2 separate regions of the Mus musculus genome follow, and region 2 is linked to region 1. A link is a contact called in public Hi-C data. All regions are on one chromosome and are shown on one strand. Each heading gives the region's core, a stretch centred on a gene start, on an enhancer-like site or on the middle of the called end of the contact. The rest is flanking DNA. Distances are from core to core; before and after follow the strand shown.

Evidence for each region. A called contact is a pair of places that touch in the nucleus more often than the background predicts.
Region 2: a Hi-C map of myocytes shows a contact between it and region 1, with 3 times the contacts expected there. The contact joins the enhancer-like site here to the promoter of Tekt5 in region 1. A contact is called at or near these places in 5 of 39 promoter capture datasets (the SN4741 cell line, cranial neural crest, embryonic stem cells and 2 more), 2 of 15 datasets of contacts at CTCF or cohesin (the NIH/3T3 cell line and embryonic stem cells), 10 of 484 Hi-C or Micro-C datasets (the HL-1 cell line, cerebral cortex, cortical neurons and 6 more), 8 of 115 datasets of contacts at active chromatin or transcription factors (astrocytes, bone marrow-derived macrophages, embryonic stem cells and 3 more) and 2 of 9 other capture datasets (adipose tissue and pancreatic islet).

The regions. Positions count from the first base shown.
Region 1 is chr16:10,392,552-10,398,596 of GRCm38.p6, forward strand. It overlaps Tekt5 (tektin 5), which reads right to left and starts at 2,904. Exons shown (of 7, transcript NM_001291001.2): 1 at 2,302-2,904. The coding sequence starts at 2,868.
Region 2 is chr16:10,335,114-10,341,158 of GRCm38.p6, forward strand. No RefSeq gene overlaps it. Among named protein-coding and RNA genes, the nearest start is that of Gm1600, 6.9 kb to the left of the region's middle. Within about 2 kb of position 2,613, at least 43 of the 459 cell types and tissues checked have an H3K27ac peak or open chromatin away from gene starts, as enhancers often do. A contact at or near this core is called in extraembryonic endoderm stem cells, hippocampal neurons, morula and 1 more, where this site is marked.

The DNA of each region.
Region 1 (6,045 bases), core at 1,654-4,153:
TATGTGCTGAGACGAGCTAAGATGTAAAAGGGGGCCATGAGAGGTCAAGAGGAAATCTTAGGGATGGGGGTAATGCTATGTTTGATAGCAAAGCCGAATGGGGAGGGCCATCAGGGAGAGAAGGGAGCCTGACGGAGGTGGACGAGGCATGGAGGAGGAGGTACAAGAGGACTGCTGTGGCGGTTTAGGGTGAGGAAGTGTGTCCGTGTTGGAGGAAGTATGTCACTGCGGGGTGGAGGTGGGCTTTGAGGTTTCAAAAACCTACACCGGCTGACTCCCTCTCTGCTGCCTGCAGATCCGGATGTAAAAAGCTCCTGCTGCAGTGCTAGACCTGTCTGCTTCCCCCATGACGATCATGGACTCACACTCTAACTGTAAGCAAGCCCCAAGTAAGAGTCCCTTCATCACAATGTCTCTCCACAGCAACAGAACATTGACTAACTAAGACAACCAAGGACCTTACATAGGCGTGTGTCTTAGAGTTTCCATTGCTATGAAGAGACATGACTACGGCTACTTTTATAAAGGAAAACATTTAATTGGGGCTGGCTTACAGTTTCAGAGGTCAGTCCATTAACAGTATGGCAGCATCCAGGCAGACATGGTACTAAGAGTTCTACATCTTCATTAAAAAAAAAAAAAAAAAGCCAGGAGCAGACTGTCTTCCAGGTAGCTAGGAGGAGCGTCTCAAAGCCCACCTCCACAGTGACACGCTTTCTCCAACAAGGCCACACCTCCTAATAGTGCCACTCCCTGGGCCAAGCACATTCAAACCACCACAATGTGTATGTGCAAGTGCACATACATATTTGAGTGCTGGGTACCACACTCCACTTTAGACTGGGTGTGTGTCCAAAAGCATTGGCTAGACAGCAATCAGTACATAGGTCAATAAGGATGCAAACAGACATCAGGGCAAACAGCAGGCAGGGACCACTCTTGAACATGTCAGTTAGAAGACAGGTTCTTTGTCCCAGTGGAGCCTAATCCCAGTGTACATAGAAGACTCAACCATAGAGACTGGGGAGACAGCGTAGTCACGAGGTTGCTATGCAAGCCAGAGGAGCTGAGTTCCAATCAGCCAGGCCCAGAAGCACATACTATAATCTCAGTTCTGGGAAGACAAAGATAAGGATACCCAGAGGACAGTAAGTGAGCTACTAGTTTAGTGAGAGACTCTGCCTCAGAGAATAAGCTGGAGAGTAATTGAAGAAGACACATGAAGTCCACCTCTCGTCTCCATGTGTTGTACACAAATAGACCCACAAAGTCAATTGTGGTATCTGTTAGAAGATGTTATCTCCAATGTCCTAATGACCACAGCATGTGTGTACACACTTGCATAAGCAGGTACACAGTATCTTGATGGAACCCTTATGTGATGACTGTTATTAGCTGTCAACTTGATTGGCTCTGAGGTCAACTGAGAGGCTCTGGGAAGGTGTATGGGAAAACTCCCTAAGAAGGGGAACCTTCCCCCACACCCACAGTGGGCAGCAGCTACACATGAAAAGGGTTTTTGAGAAAACCAGTGCAGCTTTTGCCTGCCTGCCTTCATTCCTTTCCAGTGAGACCACCTACCCTATTGCAGCTGCTCCTCCCCTTCAGAAATCAGCCTGCCAACATGGACTGAAGGCCTGCAACTCTTTAGGACCCGCCCCCCTGGGCCTCCACCACCACACTGGGACGCTGAGGCACCCAGACAATTGCACTGAGCAGCTACAGGGTTCTCAGCCCCTTCAGACGGCCATGTGTCACTACTCAGTATGAATTGTGTAGACCAATCCAGTAAATCCCCCTGTGGTCTGTATTTGTTTTAGAGAACCCTGACCAGCACACCTAAGGAGGAAATTGATCCAATCTGAAAACTCGCATCTGATTGAGGCTATTCTGAGTTGACTGAGATTGTAATTATTATTTAATTTATTTATTTTTGTTATGTGTGTATGAGTATTTTGCTTGCTTCCATGTCTATATAAGCATATATATATATATATATATATATATATATATATATATATATATATATACAAGCATGCAGTGCCCTAGGAGGCTAGAAGATTGTTTCCGAACCCGTGAAATTAGAGTGAAATTAGTGTCAGCTGCTGCCATGTGGGTGCTAGGAACCCGAACCCAGGTCCTCTGCAAGAACAACTGCTCTTAGCCCTGAGCTATTTCTCCACTCTTTTTCACCTTAAAAATCTGACCGTGAACGACAACGCAATTCAACCCATCTGCAAGATGCCTGCCACCTTGACTCAGTAACAGCAGGTGCAGTGGTGTCTCCCTTCCCCCACTCACCTGCAAGGGACAGTTCACCTCCTCAGCAGCGCACTCCAAGCGCCTCTTGAGGGTGTCCATGCTGCTGTTCTCCGTCAGAAGCCTGTCCAGCTCATAGCACAACTCGGACTTCCAGAAACCGAGGTCGGATAGCCTCTGGCCCAAGTTCCGGGAGGTTCCCTCCTGCATCTGGTGTATCAGCTGGTCCTTATCCTGCATGATCCGCAGCGAGTCGCCTGTCAGCCGGCTGGCCCAGAGCCGCGAGGCCTCTGCATTCCTGATCTGCAGATCATTGGAGCGGTCCCAGTCCCTTGGGGTGTAGCGACAGAAGAGCGCGGAGCGGAGCGAGGGCAGGATGGTGGGCGGCCGCCGGATGCCTGAGCATTCCTCGGGGATTGTCTGGGAGGTGGCGATCTTGTGGAAGACGCTGGGTCTCCACGCGTTCAGGTAGCGGTATCCGGGCAGGTGAAAGGGTTGGTAGCACTCCTGTACCACAGGTTCCTGCCCAGCAGGGGGCAGCGCCTGCAAGCCACAGCCTTTCTTGGGGCCACAGAAACTCGCTGTCTGAGTGGTTCCAAGAAATTCCATCTTTCCCCATCAGCCCCACCGGGGAAAACTTTACCCAAGGGGCCAGGGCATCCCAAGAGCTAGGAGCCGCGGGGCCTCTGTGACTTAGTGCTGGTGTCATAAAGCATGGGTTAGGGTCTTTGTGCCAGGTCCTGGTTCTCCAGGTGGTTGAAGCCCCTATGATCTAAATAAAATGCAGTCAACAAAGAGAAGTGTGTTTAGGGCCTGAAGAGATGGTTTTGGTGGCTAGGAGCATATAGTGCCCAACCGAAGGAGCTAAGTTCCTAGCAACCACATCACAACCGCCTGTAATTCTGGCTCAAGGAGATCTAATTCCTCCACAGGAGCCCATGCACACAGATAAACACAAATACACAAAATCAAAAGAAAAGAAGGCTTCTTTTGGAGACAGGGTTTCTCTGCATAGTCCTGGATGGAGCTTGCTTTGTAGATCAGGCTGGCCTCAAATTCTCAGAAATCCTCTGGCTCCACCTTCTGAGTACTGGGATTGAAGGCTTGCACCACCACTCCCAGTGGCTTTTTTTTTTTTTTTTTTTTGAGTGGAATTTTTCAATCCCACTGGTTTGGGGTCGAAAGAAACGGCAGATGTCTGTCATTCTGGAACAACAAAATCTGCCTTTCCAGAGCTTGATCAGTCTGGGTATCGAAGCAAATCTAATATGGTCCACACCTCTCACCCTGTGGGATCAGCTGGGCCAACATTAGCTGTCTTTGTTTCTTTATTCCCAAGATAATATCCAGAAGGTTCGATCATGCCTGCAGGAGTCAGGATGGAGTCAGGAAGGTGGGGACTAGAAGACCATCCTCAGCTATCTGTGTTTTTGTTTTGTTTTGCTTTGAGACACGGCTCCAGGTACCCAAGCTGACCTCAGACTTGATATGTGGCTGAGAAGAGCCTTGAACTTCTGATTCTCCTTCTCGACTCTCCTAAATGATGAGATTACAGGCCTCTGCCGCTGGCTGCACTGTTTGTGCTGAAGTTTGAAGCCCAGGGCTTCCGCAATGCTAGGCAAGCATTCTATCAACTATATCCCAAGGCTCATGAGTTTGGGGATATCATAGGCTACATGTGACTGAGTCAAAACATCAAATATTTTAAAATGGCCCATACATTGCACAGAGTTGTGCTCAGCAGTAGTGTTCACGCCAGCAGGAAGAGTGTGGTCGGACTGGATCGAGCATGAGCAGTTAGATCACGAAGCCTAAATGTGGAGTGGTTGCAATGGAGAACCACAACACTCTAGGCAGGTAAAATGGGGCCACAAAGACAAGAAAGTTTTACAACCTGCAGTTTTGAGAATGCAAAACTGGCCTCCTCATCAGTCTTCCTGGAACAACAAATGGGAGGAGGGGAGAAGCTGGAAATGGAATGGGTAACTGAAGTGCTCTGTGTGCTGGCTTGAGTAGGCTTGGTCCCCAGAGACTCAGGTGTGGCCCACAGGGAGTGACACTATTAGCAGATGTGTCTTTGTTAGGATAGGTGTGGCCTTGGTGGAGGAAGTGTGTCAGTGTGGGAGTGGGTTTTGAGGGCTCCTAGTGCTCAAGCTCTGCCCAGAGAAGGAGACAGTCTCTCCTGGTTGCCTTCAGATCAAGCTCTGCCCCGTGAGGAGGAGACAGTCTCTCCTGGTCGCCTTCAGATCAAGATTCTCCTTTTCCAGCACGAGGTCGGCCTGCACACTGACATGTTTCCTACCATGACGACAATGAACTGGACCTCTGAAGCTCTAAGCCAGCCCCCATTAAATGTTGTCCCAGGAGTTGCCTTGGTCGTGGTGTCTCTTCACCGCAATGGAAACCCAAACTATGATACTCTGTATCTTTGATTGTAGAGGAGATTGACCAGCTATTCATATTTGTCAACCCCCATAGAACACTTTAGTAAAACTGAATGAATCAGGGCCAATGAGATGGCTCAATGGATAGACACTTGCCACTAAACTCGATGACCCAAGTTCAGTTCCCAGGACCCATGTGACAGAAAGAGGGAAATAACTTCTGCCAGCTGTTCTCTGATGTCTGCACAAGTTTTGTGGCACATGTATGCACCCCCTACACACACACAACACACACACACACACACACACAAATTATATATATATATATGCATATATGCTTTAGTTAGGGTTTTACTGCTGTGAACAGACACCATGACCAAGACAACTCTTATAAGGAAAACATTTAATTGGGGCTCTCTTACAGGTTCAGAGGTTCAGTCCATTATCATCAAGGTGGAAACATGGCAGCATCCAGGCAGGCAAGGTTCAGGCAGAGCTGAGAGTTCTCCATCTTCATCTGAAGGCTGCTAGCAGAGTACTCGCTTCTAGGCAGCTAGGATGAGGGTCTTTAAAGCCCACACCCACAGTGACACACCTACTCCAACAGGGCCACACCTTCTAATAGTGCCACTCCCTGGGCCAAGCATATACAAACAATCACAATGTGTGTGTAATTTTAAATTTTTAAGTAAATTGTTCATAAATTATACTTCATTGTGCTTGAATTTTAAAATATAGAGGGAAGACTTTGAGCTCCAGGAAGCTGACACCACACTTGTTTTTCTTTATAATTAAACCTCCAGCACCGTGTACAATATCAAACATCTAGAATGAGAGCCTTACCTCTCTGGGATGTGTTTCATCCTATTCTATGACAATTTTGTTGCACTGAGAAACTCCCTCCACCCTTAATCACTGAGAGTAACAACAACACAGTGCTGACTGGGAAGAGTACTGCTGTGTCGGTCCTTACCCTCTCTGGGAATGGGAAAGAGAAACCTGGCTTTCTGTGGCTCTGGTTCACAGGTGTATCAGTTCGTTTCCAAAATACCTGAGGCTGTTAATGGATCAGCAAAAGGTTCATTTTGGCTCATAATTCTGTCACTTACAGTCTGTAATTAAGTAGCCCCTGCTTTGGGTTCCTGACAAACTGTGCCCTGAGAAGGCCACACATCATGGCCAGAATGCGGTAGAGGAATAGTACTATACCATGAGCAGAGAATCAAAGAGAGGAAAGAGGAGGCAGGAGCTGTAACCTTCTTCTTCAACTACAGCCCCTCCCCCATCACTAAATACCTTTCCTTAGGCTCTACCATCTTTAGCAGTGTCACCCTTGGGACCAAGCCTTCATCATAGGCTTTCAGGGACATTCAACGTTTGAGGCTTAATGGTGATTTTCTTC
Region 2 (6,045 bases), core at 1,363-3,862, 58 kb before region 1:
TCGAGTCTCATTAAGTTATTCAGTCTGACTTTGAATTTATGCTGCAGTCCTGGCAAGCCTTGAACTTGCCATCCTCCCACTTCCCAGAGGCAGGGATGGTGAGCCTATGTCATCAGTCTAGGCTCTAATGATGGTGGTGTTTGGAAGCAGTGTCTTCCTCCCCCCCCCCCTGCCCCCAGATCCAAAGGCTAAGAGGACAGCTCATCGACACCCTGAGGAGCCTTATGAAAGAAGAGCTGAAGCCACCCAGGCACAGCACTCAGGCTTGAGGCCTGCAGGGCTGTGAGGTAGCACTAGCGTTGTAGAATGCTGCTGTCTGCAGGGACTTGTTATGCAGGCATCTATGCACTTGTAATAGCTGAAGATGGCTGTGAGGTCCTGACCTTCAGACCTCAAAAGCAAAGTCCTCCATCTATACAGAGAAGTTGAAAATAAAAACAAAAAACAAAAAGCCCAAGTCTGGTTACTCATGAATGACCATTGGAAAACACAGATATTTACATTACAATTCATAACAGCAGTAAAATTACAGTTATGAAGTAGTAATAAGGCTGTCTTTCACACTTTGATGACAATGGACCCAGAGACCTGTCACCACACACACACACACACACACACACACACACACACACACACACACACAAGTGATACAGTCTACTGGCCCTAGAGCTTCAGTTCAGCTAAATCCCTCTGCTTGAATTGCCGGTGTCTGTCCAGGGTCCATCGTCCATCGGGAGCTAGGCCTGCACACCCCCTCAGCTGTCTTACCCCTTTGTATTCAGCTCTGTGAGCCTCCAGCAGCTCAGCTGGGCTCATTACTATCTTTAACCACTCAGTGACTCTTTTTGTGACTTTTGATGAGATTTTCTTTTCTTTTTGAAGACAGGCTCTTGTGTAGTCCAGGCTGACCTCAAACACAATTGAAATCAAAGGATAACACTGGATTTATGATCTTTTTGCCTCTACTTCCTGGGTACTGGGATTACAGGTGTGTGCTACTACACCCAGTTTATGCATCACTAGGGATGGAATCCAAAGTGTCATTGACACTAGGCAAGCACTTTACCAATGAGTCACAGCCTGAGCCCTGCAGTGACACTCACCTGCAGGAGCTTTCTGTCTCTGCCTCACTTCAATCCTCTCTACGATTGTGGAAAGACACAGATCTGTCTGTCTGCAGCATGGAGCACTCTGGGTAGGGTCACTGGAAAGGCGATACTTAGTTCTCTTCTGAAACATCCCTTCTGTGCACCAGTCCAGGAGCCTTGTCTTCACTGAAGCATGCTTGGGATTCCCAGGACCTCAAAAGTGACACACCCTCACCATGACCCTAGTGGGGAGCTCTGGTTAAAACCCCAGTGTTTGTCAAGGTCTGGGAGACAAAAAAATGCAAGGCCAGTGGCCCAGACTGCTCCATACAGCTCTGCAAACAGCTTCCTGTTGGAAAGTTCCGTAGGGCAGTTTGTTAGATCATTTGTAGGGAAGGGCTAGAGACCGTCTGTGGGTGTTTAATTCCAGGTCTTCATGAAGTAGTACTTCCCTATAGGTAACAGCAATCTCAGCGCCTGCACCACCAGTGCAACAGCCAATCCCATCGAAGGTTCCTTACTACAACAGCCAATCCCATCGAAGTTTCCTTGCTACAACAGCCAATCCCATCGAAGGTTCCTTACTACAACAGCCGATCCCATCGAAGGTTCCTTACTACAACAGCCAATCCCATCGAAGTTTCCTTGCTACAACAGCCAATCCCATCGAAGGTTCCTTACTACAACAGCCAATCCCATCGAAGGTTCCTTACTACAACAGCCAATCCCATCGAAGTTTCCTTACTACAACAGCCAATACCAACAAAGGTGTCCTACTACCACAGTCGACCACAATGAAAGACTCTTCCTCCCCTTCCCTCTTCCCCTCCCTCTCCTCTTTCCTTTTCCTTTTTCTTTGAGCCAGAATTATATTGTGTAGCTAGGCGGGCCTGGAACTCACAGTCCCTCTGCTGCTGATTCCTAAGTACTGGGAAGACAGGCATGAGTCTCCATACCCAGCTGCCATCGAAGGCTCTGAAGCATTTGTTCTCTGGGTCTACTTGGCTGCCAGCGAAGAACAGCGAAGAGATAGACAAAGTCACAGATGGGTACACGAGTGTTGGCTGCTACACAGCACAGCTGCCTGCCCACATGCCAAATGTTGGAGCAGAGATTGCAGGGCGGCACCAGGGCAAAGGCTGTGCCCCTGATAGTAAAGTGCCAAGGCTGGGAATCCCTTGGGGGAGGCAGGTAGAATTGAAGACCCACCCTGTACCTGGGCCCTGGGTCTCCTCTTGCTCAGGATCACCTCACTGAGGGACGGGAAATTTGCTTGACTCAAGGGTACACCTGTCACCACCATGCCACTTTGGCTTACTCTTCTCTGGAGATGTTTGTCTTGTTCGTGGTACAGATTCCAGCCCGAGAGGAATGCACTCTAAGAGCAAGAGGCAGCGTCAAGGGCTCCAAGTCTGGGGACAGCCTGGGGACAGCCTGGGGACAGCTGGCCTCAGAAGGCCAGGCATGAAGTGATGACAGGGGCGGGGTGGTGATACTGTCCCAGCCCAGCATTCAAGAGATAGCAGCTCAGGTTGTTTGGCCCTACCCCTCCCAGGTCCCAAGGAGCCCAAAAGGACGAGAGCAGAGAGTGGGCGTGGAGGAAGGGAGGGCAAAGGCACCTTTTCTTCTTAAAGAGTGAACCCACCCAGTGCCACACGGCTTTGAAGCTAGAATTCAGAAATGCCTCAAGCCCAAGTCTTGCGCACAGTAGGGTGTCCCACACACAGTAGGCACTGAAAACATTTGCTGAGGACATGTACAGGCTCCAAGCAGGTTTTGGCTAGACTCCTGGCACCGCCCACTCTCCAACCTCATCTCAGGCTTACATTGTTACCATTCCTCCAGGTTTGGAATACGCCTGTTTGCAGTCAGTGTCAGCTGGATCTGAGGACAGCCAGATCCAGAGCTCTGCTGGGGTCTCGTGAAGAATGCAGGGCTTACCCAGAGGAACGGATCACACATGGACCTGCTAGCCCCCTTCTGTGTCTGCCAGGAGAGAACCCCAATCCAGGCCTGTTTTACTCTGAACCCTGAAACCCCATAATTAGATACACAGCAGAAGCAGGAATTGCTAGGCCTGCGACCTCTCTGCCTGGTTTTGCAGCCCCTGCCTCACTCTCCAAGGGCCCCGACCTTCTTTCCATCAGGCTGCGAGGTATCTGGGCTTTGCAGGAAGGTTATGTGTTTGATCTTTCCTCTTTTTTACACTGTGCTGCCTTTGGTGGAATCACGAAACCTCTCTTTGCTTTTGTTTCCTCGTGTGTAGAAGTCAGGAGCATGTCCCATACTGTAGCCACTCAGCTTGGAAGCATCTTTCTGTCTGAGTTTTCCCTGGGAGACTCTCATGCGACCTTATACTTGATAATGTAGACGAATTCAGAACTCAATTTCTCAGACCAACTGCTCATGCTGGCTTGTCTTTTGGTGAGCATGGTTGCAGAGGCAGCTCTATGGTAACAGTGACTGCTGAACTCACAAATATCTGCAGGGACAGCAGTATGTACTCGATCCCCAAAGAGGAGTCAGTGTCATTTCTAGCTATCTCTCATGTGTGTCCTTGTCTCCACTACTCAAATTCAGTGGTGTGTGTGTCTGTGTGTGGCTATGTGAGTGGGTGTATAGTTGTGGGTGTGCATCCACATGCTCATGTCAGTGCAAAGAACAACAGCAATCTGGAGAGATTGCTCAGTGTGCAGTGTTCTCTGTGCGAGCATGAGGACCTAAGTTCGGATTCGTATAAAAAGTGTATAGTGTATAGTGATACACAACTGTAATCTCTGCACTGAGAGGCGGAGACAGGGGCTCTGGGCTCCAAGCCAATCATTGAGCTCCAGGTTCAGTGAGAGACCTGTTTCAAAAGTAAAAAAATAGAAAAATTAAAATAAAGGGTTAGAGAAGTCACTTGCTGTTTTTATAGACACTGACTTCTGTTCCAGCATCCACATGGCGGCTCACAACCATCTGTGACTCCGGTTTTAAGGGATCCAACACTCTCTTCTGGCCTCCCGGGACCTCAAGCATGCACATAGTACACATATGTGGTGGTTTCAATGAGAATGGCTCCCATAGGCTTATATGTCTAAAAGCCGGGTCCCCAGGTAGTGGAACTGTTTGGGAAGGATTAGGAGGTGTGGCCTCATTGGAGGAAGTGTGTCACTGAGGCTTTGAGGTTTCAAAAGTCCACACCAGCCTCTCTCTAACTCTGTCTGCTGCCTACAAATCAAGAAGGAGCTCTCAGCTACTTCTCCAACACCCTGCCTGCCTGCCTGCCTGCTGCCTGCCTGCCTGCCTGCCTGCCTGCCTGCCTGCCTGCTGCCTGCCTGCCTGCCTGCCTGCCTGCCTGCCTGCCTGCTGCCTGCTGCCTGCCTGCCTGCTGCCTGCCTGCCTGCCTGCCTGCCTGCCTGCTGCCTGCCTGCCTGCCTGCCTGCCCGCCCGCCCGCCTGCTGCCTGCCTGCCTGCTGCCTGCCTGCCTGCCACCATGCTCCCAGGCATCACAATAATAACCCTATGAAGCTGTAAACAAGCCTCAATTAAATGTTTTCTTCTATAAGTTGCCTTGGTTATGGTTTCTCTTCACAGCAATAGGACAGTGACTAAGACAGCATGCATACACACAGATGCTTATGCACATAAATTCTTCATTAAAAGTAAAATGTAATAAAGAAAGGCACACAGTATCCTCTTCTTGCCTCCACAGATGCATGTCTGAGCAAACATCCACACATCAACATGTGTGCATACGCACACGCCACAAACACATCTAGAGTATATAGATACTCCTATGTACATCTCTTTGTGGATATGTATGTATTTGTAGATATATCAGACAGCAATGAGATCAATCATGGCCCCAGAGAGCGTCAGAGGGGCGGGCTGAGAGACAGTAAGGAAACCCGCAGCCGCACCTTGGCAGCTGTCTACCAGTGGTCAGAATGCCCCTTTGTGGTTAAACACCCTTGAGGCTGCAAACTAGTTGTCCCCACCACATTAGAAACTAAGGTGCCAGGACATTTGCCCACACACGTGCTCTGCTCTACGGAACAGTCTGTAACCCCAGAGGCCCCGGCTTCGTTACAGTATCATTTACTTTGCAGTTTTTTGACCTTCCTAGAGAGCTTTCCTAGAGGATCATGGGAAGAAATACTCTAAAAGTGTGATTCCCATCCACCATGATTTGGGAGGGAAAGAGACTTTACCTCATGAATATGCCACTCGCCTAATAAATATTCATAAAAATCTTTCTAATCCGCAGAGTCACAACACAGAACCCACTCCGCTGCCCCATCCTGGCACAGCCCACTCTAGTCTCTCCGGAATGCTTTGCTAAAGAAACTCCTTAAACTTAAACTGTCTGTGTCTCTGGACTGAATCCTTTCGTGTGAAGAGACAAGAACAGAGAATTTTCTACAATGCCAGTACTGGGTTGGTCCGCAGTCACTTAGATTGGAGAAACTTCTTACAGTAGCTGAGCCTCTTTTCTGTCTTTTAATTTTCTTCTTGCCTCACACACACTAGGCAAGCATTCTTGCACTGGCTCATAGCCCCAACCCCTGTTCCCTTCTTATTAAGTAATGGCCAAAGACACGGTAGGTGTTGCCTTTCTAACCTGGACTCTGTGCAAAGGAAGATGAGTCACCTGTCCCTTCCTCCCATGCTGTATGTCACTTCAAGGCAATCAGGATTGTAGTTAGGAAATTTTCCACACAGAGGTTCCAGGGCCATAGGGCAAAGGGATGTCCCCAGAAAGAAAGTGACATCACAAATATCATTTTATATTTTCTAATAGTCACAGTAAATAAGCAAATGGGTAAGCTGTCTTCAATCCCTGCACTTGGGAGCCTAAGGCTGGATGATCAAGAACTTAGGGCCAGTCTGAGCTACACAGCAAGTTCAAGGCCAACCTAGGCTATATAACAAAATTCTAAATTAATTTTAGTATGTTTTCTATAACTCATTA